Regions from separate parts of the Danio rerio genome. Here region 1 is linked to region 2. Evidence: chromatin contacts called from public HiCAR-type data. All regions are on one chromosome and are shown on one strand. The core of a region is the stretch at or near the end of the contact, and the rest is flanking DNA. Distances in the headings are between cores, read along the strand shown.

Region 1 (3,561 bases), core at 983-3,482, 260 kb after region 2:
AGACTTTCTCCAAAAGAAAAAAATATTATCTGACATGCTGTGATCATTTCCTTGCTCTGTTAAGCATAATTTGGGAAATATTAAAAAAAGAACAAACAATTCAAAGGGAGGCTAATAATTCTGACTTCCAACTGTAAATATACACACAACAGTTTTGTCTGGTTCTGGAATATGATTGGCTCGAATATGATTGAATGCGAATATGATTTCACTCTTGTGTATTACTCCGCCCACATAGAGAGGCAGCAGATATTTAAACTTACTACAGCTGTTGGACAACATAATGTATTTCCGAGTCTTTTTAGTCAAGAATTTTGTTGTTTAGATTGCAACTATGTAATTCATTTATAAGGACATTGCCTATTTTAGATATTTATAATTTCGGAGATACAGCGCATCGGCATCCATCAGCCTGTCATACTAAGCAGAGCAAAGATGGTTGATGTTGTCCATTCACAAGATGGTGACAGAGGCCGCATAATAAGCCCTTAGGGCAGAAAAACTCAACGTAATTACAAACTAAAGCTGATCAAAACATTATAAAACAGGTAAGTGACTTTTCTATTCAATCTTTTTCTGTTGTATGTTGTAGTGTTGTATTTACTGTATACCAGTCTGGTAATGTTTCTGATAGTGTTTTTGCTTTGCTTTGGCTTTTTTGACGTTAATTATTGTAATATCCCAATTGCAACAGAGAAATACTGTGAAATCTCTGTATACAGATGGCATTTCATGCCGTTCAGCCTTATAATCTTAAAATGTGAGCAAAATCAGCTGTTTTATCATCACTTTAGATATTACGCAAATCATTCTAACACTAGCTGTAAAGGGATGTTGGTGTAGTAGCAAAGGTTTCTGCTGTTCTGACGTCAGCTGCAGATGTGAAGGAATGGTGGGAGAAAGTAGTTCCTCATACAAAAGGCTTTTTTTGACTCTGTGTTTGAATTTCTTTTTTTAATTAATACGATAATGCTGGCGAACTGTTGTATAAACACAATGTCACTCTTGTAGCAGTGCGATATGGCTGTATAATGTCACTGGTGGAACACTAAGGCGAACTACAGCCAATTTGCACTGCTACTCGTTATATTGCTCATATATATATACTGTATATGTATGCATACTGTGTGTGTGTGTGTGTGTTAAACACAGAAGATATTTTCATAATCAATGACTTCCATAGTGGGCGAAAAACAAATACTATGAAAGTCAGTGGTTACAGTTTTTTTTTGTTTTATAATTTTTTTCAAAATATCTTATTTTGTGTTGAAAGGTTTGAAACAAGTAAATGGGAACCAAATGATGACTTTTTTTTAATATTTGGATGAACTATCCCTTTAAGATAATTAGAGTATATTTTAAATTTATAGAGAAGGAATTAGTCAAATAGGCACTAATTAAACTTGTCAATAATTACATAATTGTCTGTTTCTTCAGCAGGACAACAAAACTGTTCTATAACCTTTTCTCCATCTCTTCCAGCAGAGTCAACAGAGCTGTCCTCCTCCCCTAAACCTTCAGATGAGCTCTCCACTGCCCGCGCTGCTGGTCATTGGTGAGCTATAAACGAGAGCTCACACCTGATAAAGAGCCTGCATATGACTACATGTATGTTATTTTGTTAGGATATAAGGGCCGATATGAAATAATAAGGGAACACTTATAAAATGACTTGTATTTGAATAAATAAATTATTTAAAGATATGCCAAAAACATGACTTCAGAATAAGGGCTTATTTAAAACAATATGCAGATTCATGCAAGCTTCAATTTAAACGTTTGGCTGAAAACTGGATGTAATATTGATGAAAGAATGCATAATAGTGCTATTGTTTGAAATCACTAATCTATTTGTTGTTTTGGCAATTTTATATCCGCTTATTTTTCATGAACACAAAAGAAAGATGATAAAGTAATCTAACTCACATTCATATTTAATGTGCATGTATTTGTTTATTAGCATAGTAGCAAAGTGTAGTAAAGGATGATTCATAATGTACAATCAGCCTGCCTTTTATCAAAATAAACACCTTAGGCTATACAATATATTTTTTTCTACACTGAACAGCTGACTTGACATTATTAACATGCTAAATGATAGAGGAGTAAAGGCAGTAATGCACACAGACTGTCAAAACAGAAAGAGACAGCCAGAGGGCTACAAGTGGGAGGGGCTTTCTGGGTGGGCGGGGCTTACGCCTTGTCTCTACTTGTTTGATTGACAGTCGTAACGAGGTAGAGGCTCTGCATACCTCGAGGCAAGTGCGAGAATTCACCGCTGCCGCAGCAACTTTGGGATGGAGCAATAGTCAGAAAAAAAGTCGTTTCCTCTCAGGTACGTCTTTTCGCTTTCATTTGCCACTGACATCTTGAGCGGTTTAATCTGTCAGCTCTGTAAATCCACACTTTGTATAAAATATTCATCACTCGAACATTATCCTTCACATTTACTCAACTACAGCCTCTTATATTGTTTGTATATGCTTTAAAGTCTTATACAGAAGTTTATAAGGCTGTATTGTGGTCGAGGGAAGTGTTGCGCATGTGTTTATTTCGGGATAATTTCTCGCGCATCAAACACTGACGTATTTACAATATTAGCTCATTATTTAACACTTTTGAGAAGAACTGCCTTTATAAACGTTTTAATTGCTATTCTATACTTGTAGTTTGCATACTGTAATTCACCAAACCGTTATCTGAAGGTGTCTTGGACTACATGTGTTTCTTTAAAGTATTATAAGTTTGAATTTTAATCATTTTTTAAAGAGGAAGATGAACAGACGTTGATTATTTTGATATACAGTACCATCTTTCACTAGTTCTGGTTAAATAAATGGTTAAACATTATATAGAGCCATTCTGTATGTAGGCGTTCTTTTATGTAAATGAGCCCATGCTGCTAGCTAGAGGGACTGCCAGACCTTATGTAAAACTATTTTTAAAAATATCTTTGTTAAAGTGCTGTTTTCCTTGTGTAAACCCTGAAATTGAGGCTTTTTATTATTTATAAATGATAGATATGCGTATGAACCACTGCTGAATGTGAAATATTACTAATAGTTTAAATTTAAGCCTAGAATAATCTTAACAGTGTTAAAAAAATATGCTTGGAGGGAACTTAAAATATGATAAATAAATAAATAAAAATATCATTATTATAGTAATTATAGTAATACTGTATATTTTAAATGGTAAATTATATAAATATATACTTTAGATACAAGTTTGGTGTCTGCTGTATTTTTAAAAGCTACTCAAAATGTAGTTTTTGAGGATCACTGACAGTAAGCGAAGCTAATAATTATTATTATTAGGGCTGGGGGATTTGCCCTAAAATCTAAATCTTGATTAATTGAACATTTTGGCTTGATTATGATTAATGAACAATTTATTATTTTATTTTATTCTTTTGCCCTCATAGTTCAGGGACACGTTTTGTACAGTAAATATGCTCACATATTACAAGCAAGAGATTTCAGAATGAAGGGTGCATTACTTGATTTTAAAATAATTGATGGAAACACACTATCTACCATTTATGAGTATTTCTTGAACGCC
Region 2 (3,476 bases), core at 841-3,340:
TGATATGGGGGCATTCTGCAGATCATATGAAACAGTTTGATGGCAGTTCCCCTCTGCAAATCAATTTAACTGAGAAGGAAATTCAAAAGGCTTTAAGTGATCAGTGCATGTCGACATACAAATCTGACTTTCTTGGATTACCTCAAGGTAAGGTTTTGGAGTTATTGTACAGAGACTAATTCAGTTTTTATGCATTGAAAGTGTTATTTAATATTAACATAACACAACATAAGATTTAAAGACTGATGTAGATGTTACTATTACTCAAGCATCTCAGTGTTTTTTTATTGTATTCTGTCAAAATCACAGTGATCATGAAGAAAAATGCCTTTATTGTGCCTTTTAAACACAATCAAGCTGTCCATTACTTCACCCAAACTGAAATGAGACACAACTATTGCTCACCCATTATTAAACCTGAGCTGTTGGGGAACACCACTCGCTATGGATGCAATAAACTGCATGGTGTAGCGGCAAGGGGAATTGGTAAGCTTCTGCTAATTTACAACATTTCTGTATCTGTGGACTATTAATACTTGTTTGTTCGGTTAGTTTCAATTTAAGAGGTACACTATTCAAATACTGTTATCAAAACACCACTATACCAGTGTGTCACACAGGTTAAAGAGGAATAACATTTTTTATTTGAGTTCCTACAGTTGATCACAGTCACATCGATAAACAGGAGCGCAGCAAACTACAGAGCACATACAATAAACATTTTGCAAGAAAATATACAGATGTCTCCTCAGGGCTCAAGTCAGTCTCACCTGAGACTGTTCTGCAGTTTTGTAAGACACTATCCAATAAAGGTAAGATAGTTTGATACTGTGCATTCTTACTGAAACATTACAATTGAATGCATTAAAGTCTAGTTTAAGTCAGAATTATTAGCCCCCCTTTGATTTTTTTTTTTTAAATATTTCCTAAATGATGTTTAACAGAGCAATGAAATTTTCACAGTTTGTCTTATAATATTTTTTCTTCTGGAGAAAGTCTTATTTGTTTTATTTCGGCTAGAATAAAAGCAGTTTTTTAAATTTTTAAAAACTATATTAGGGACAAAAATATTAGCAACTGTAAGCTATTTTTCATGATAGTCTACAGAACAAACCATCGTTATACAATAACCTGCCTAACTACCCTAACCTGCCTAGTTAACCTAATTAACCTAGTTAAGCCTTTAAATGCCATTTAAAACTGTATAGAAGTGTCTTAAAGAATATCTAGTCAAATATTATTTACTGTCATCATGGCAAAGATAAAATTAATCAAGTTATTAGATTTATTAAATTAATCAAGTTATTAGAGATGAGTTATTAAAACTATTGTGTTTAGAAATGTGTTAAAGAAATCTCTGTTAAACAGAAATTGGGAAAAAGATTAAACGGGGGCGAATAATTTAGGGGGGGCTAATAATTCTGACTTCAACTGTATGTGTTATGCTGTTTCAAAAGTTCCTAATTAGTTTCGGAGGTCTCTTACAATAGATATGCATCCATCAAAGGTCATAAATCCCCTGAATATTCTCATTATAAAATTGCATTATCGCTATTTTTTCCTCAGTTTGTTCAAAGATCTGGTCTCAACCTCTTCTTTCGGATAGCATACTATCCGCTTTTTAAGTCTGACATCACTCAAAACATCTTCCATGTCCAAGCTCTCTATCAAACTGTACAGGGAAACTCAACAAACATTACTAATAATACAGTAATCATACAGCTTTGACCCAGAAACAGTATACCATCATGACTTAAGCATAATTCTCACAGTATTGTAAAATATATGTATGTGCTAAGTATTTTTATTTATTTTTTCCCAGAAAAGAAGGAAGTGAAGTCACTACACATAACCAATCCCTCTGCTTATGGATGCAAACTGGAGAGGATGTCAGCCTGGCCAGGACCTTTATGAACATGCCATCGTGAACTGTGAAAACACTCAGTCTCTTTATTGTACATATTCAAATGATGTGTTTAATAATACACTGAAAAATGTTTAATAGACATAACCCTCTACACAGTGGTAATAACTTCTTTTTTTAGCAATAGATTCTCTATTACAAAATAGATTTCAAAAATAATGTTAAGTATTTGTTTATGGAGAATAATGAATCTCTTGAAAAATCTATACTATATAATAAGGCATGCAATATATTTTTAAGGATCTTGGCACAATAAAGGCATTGGATACATACTGTGTAATGTCTGGTAACCATTTCAATGCTAGTCATTTTGCAGTAGTCGGATGTGCACAACAAGGTGTGAAAAAGAAACACTATTTAAAAACCACAGATATCTTACTGAAATACTTTTCAGAAAAGTGAAAAATTAAGAGCGTCATGTTATGGCAAACAGACATTTCTGCATTGGATTGAATGAGGCTCTTGTTACACTGCATGCGCAGACACCCCGCTGTGTTTTGTATATCAGGTAACCTGAGACTCAGGTGTGCTCTGTCTCTAAGCTCTCTAAGCCATAGATCGTGCAGCAAAACAAGCAAGCAGCCTCTAAGGAGAACGAAAGTCACACTGAGAAGACAAGAGTCTCTCTCAGATCTCTCCCGATATGCCACTAGGCAGGAAAATTCGGGCCTCATCTGCTGGAGCCCAACTTGAGACCCATAACAAGCCCAGGTATTCTGCTTTATTCTGCTTTTTATTGATCTATATCTGAACAAAGCGTCCTGTTCCCTCGTTTAAACATTTAATTTGCTCAGCACCACTTTGACGCAGCTTCTGATGCAGAGACTCATTTGTTCTGCTTCACGGCTTTCATCTCGGTATGAGGTCTGGGTTTCGCACCACATTGATATTCAGTCATTTTGCAGCACCTGACCTTGAGATACACTCCTCCTGTTGTTCATAATGTTTACTGTTGCCAGGGAGTAAGGAAGATGGTTGATGTCGGTGCCTTGCTGGAACATTGTATCAATCAGTTTGTGTCCTTGAGGATTAATTCATTTATGTTTTGACAGACAAATATGGAGATGTTTCTTGGCTCCAATTTGATTTGGCTTAACCCACCCTTGGCTTTAGCTTTGCAAAATGAAATTTAGGAAGCGCTAAGTTTTCTCTTATTAGAGTGAAGTGAGATATGCTTGCCTTTGTTTATTCAGATTAGCATGGCATACAACACCACACACACACACACACACACACACACACACACACACACACACACACACACACACACATATATATATATATATATATATATATATATATATATATATATATATATATATATATATATATTTTTTTTTTTTTTATAACAGAACTGATGCTTTATGGTGGAACTGTATTTGCTCTTAGAAATAATGGTTCTCTTTTGATGTTGATTGTTCATTGATTTAATGATTCAAAAACTTTAGCAAGCATAAAAACTTTCCATTGCACAAAATATCTTTAAATGATTTTACACTAACAAACTGCTTTTGAATTGTTTATTTTCAGTTGTTTCATTTATTAAGATAAT

Evidence for each region. HiCAR-type assays count read pairs that join an accessible place to other places.
Region 1: a HiCAR-type map of caudal fin shows a contact between it and region 2, with 5 times the contacts expected there. The contact joins the promoter of frya here to the promoter of wdr95 in region 2. A contact is called at or near these places in 3 of 18 Hi-C or Micro-C datasets (caudal fin, hematopoietic stem cells and an unstated tissue) and 1 of 4 datasets of contacts at active chromatin or transcription factors (caudal fin).

What each region holds. Positions count from the first base shown.
Region 1 is chr15:34,385,742-34,389,302 of GRCz12tu, forward strand. frya (furry homolog a (Drosophila)) reads left to right here and starts at 2,233. Exons shown (of 61, transcript XM_073923799.1): 1 at 2,233-2,335.
Region 2 is chr15:34,121,821-34,125,296 of GRCz12tu, forward strand. It overlaps wdr95 (WD40 repeat domain 95), which reads left to right and starts at 2,091. Exons shown (of 29, transcript XR_012390934.1): 1 at 2,091-2,635. It overlaps tex26 (testis expressed 26), which reads left to right. Exons shown (of 7, transcript NM_001423546.1): 4 at 1-147; 5 at 310-486; 6 at 651-812; 7 at 1,823-2,184. The coding sequence ends at 1,914.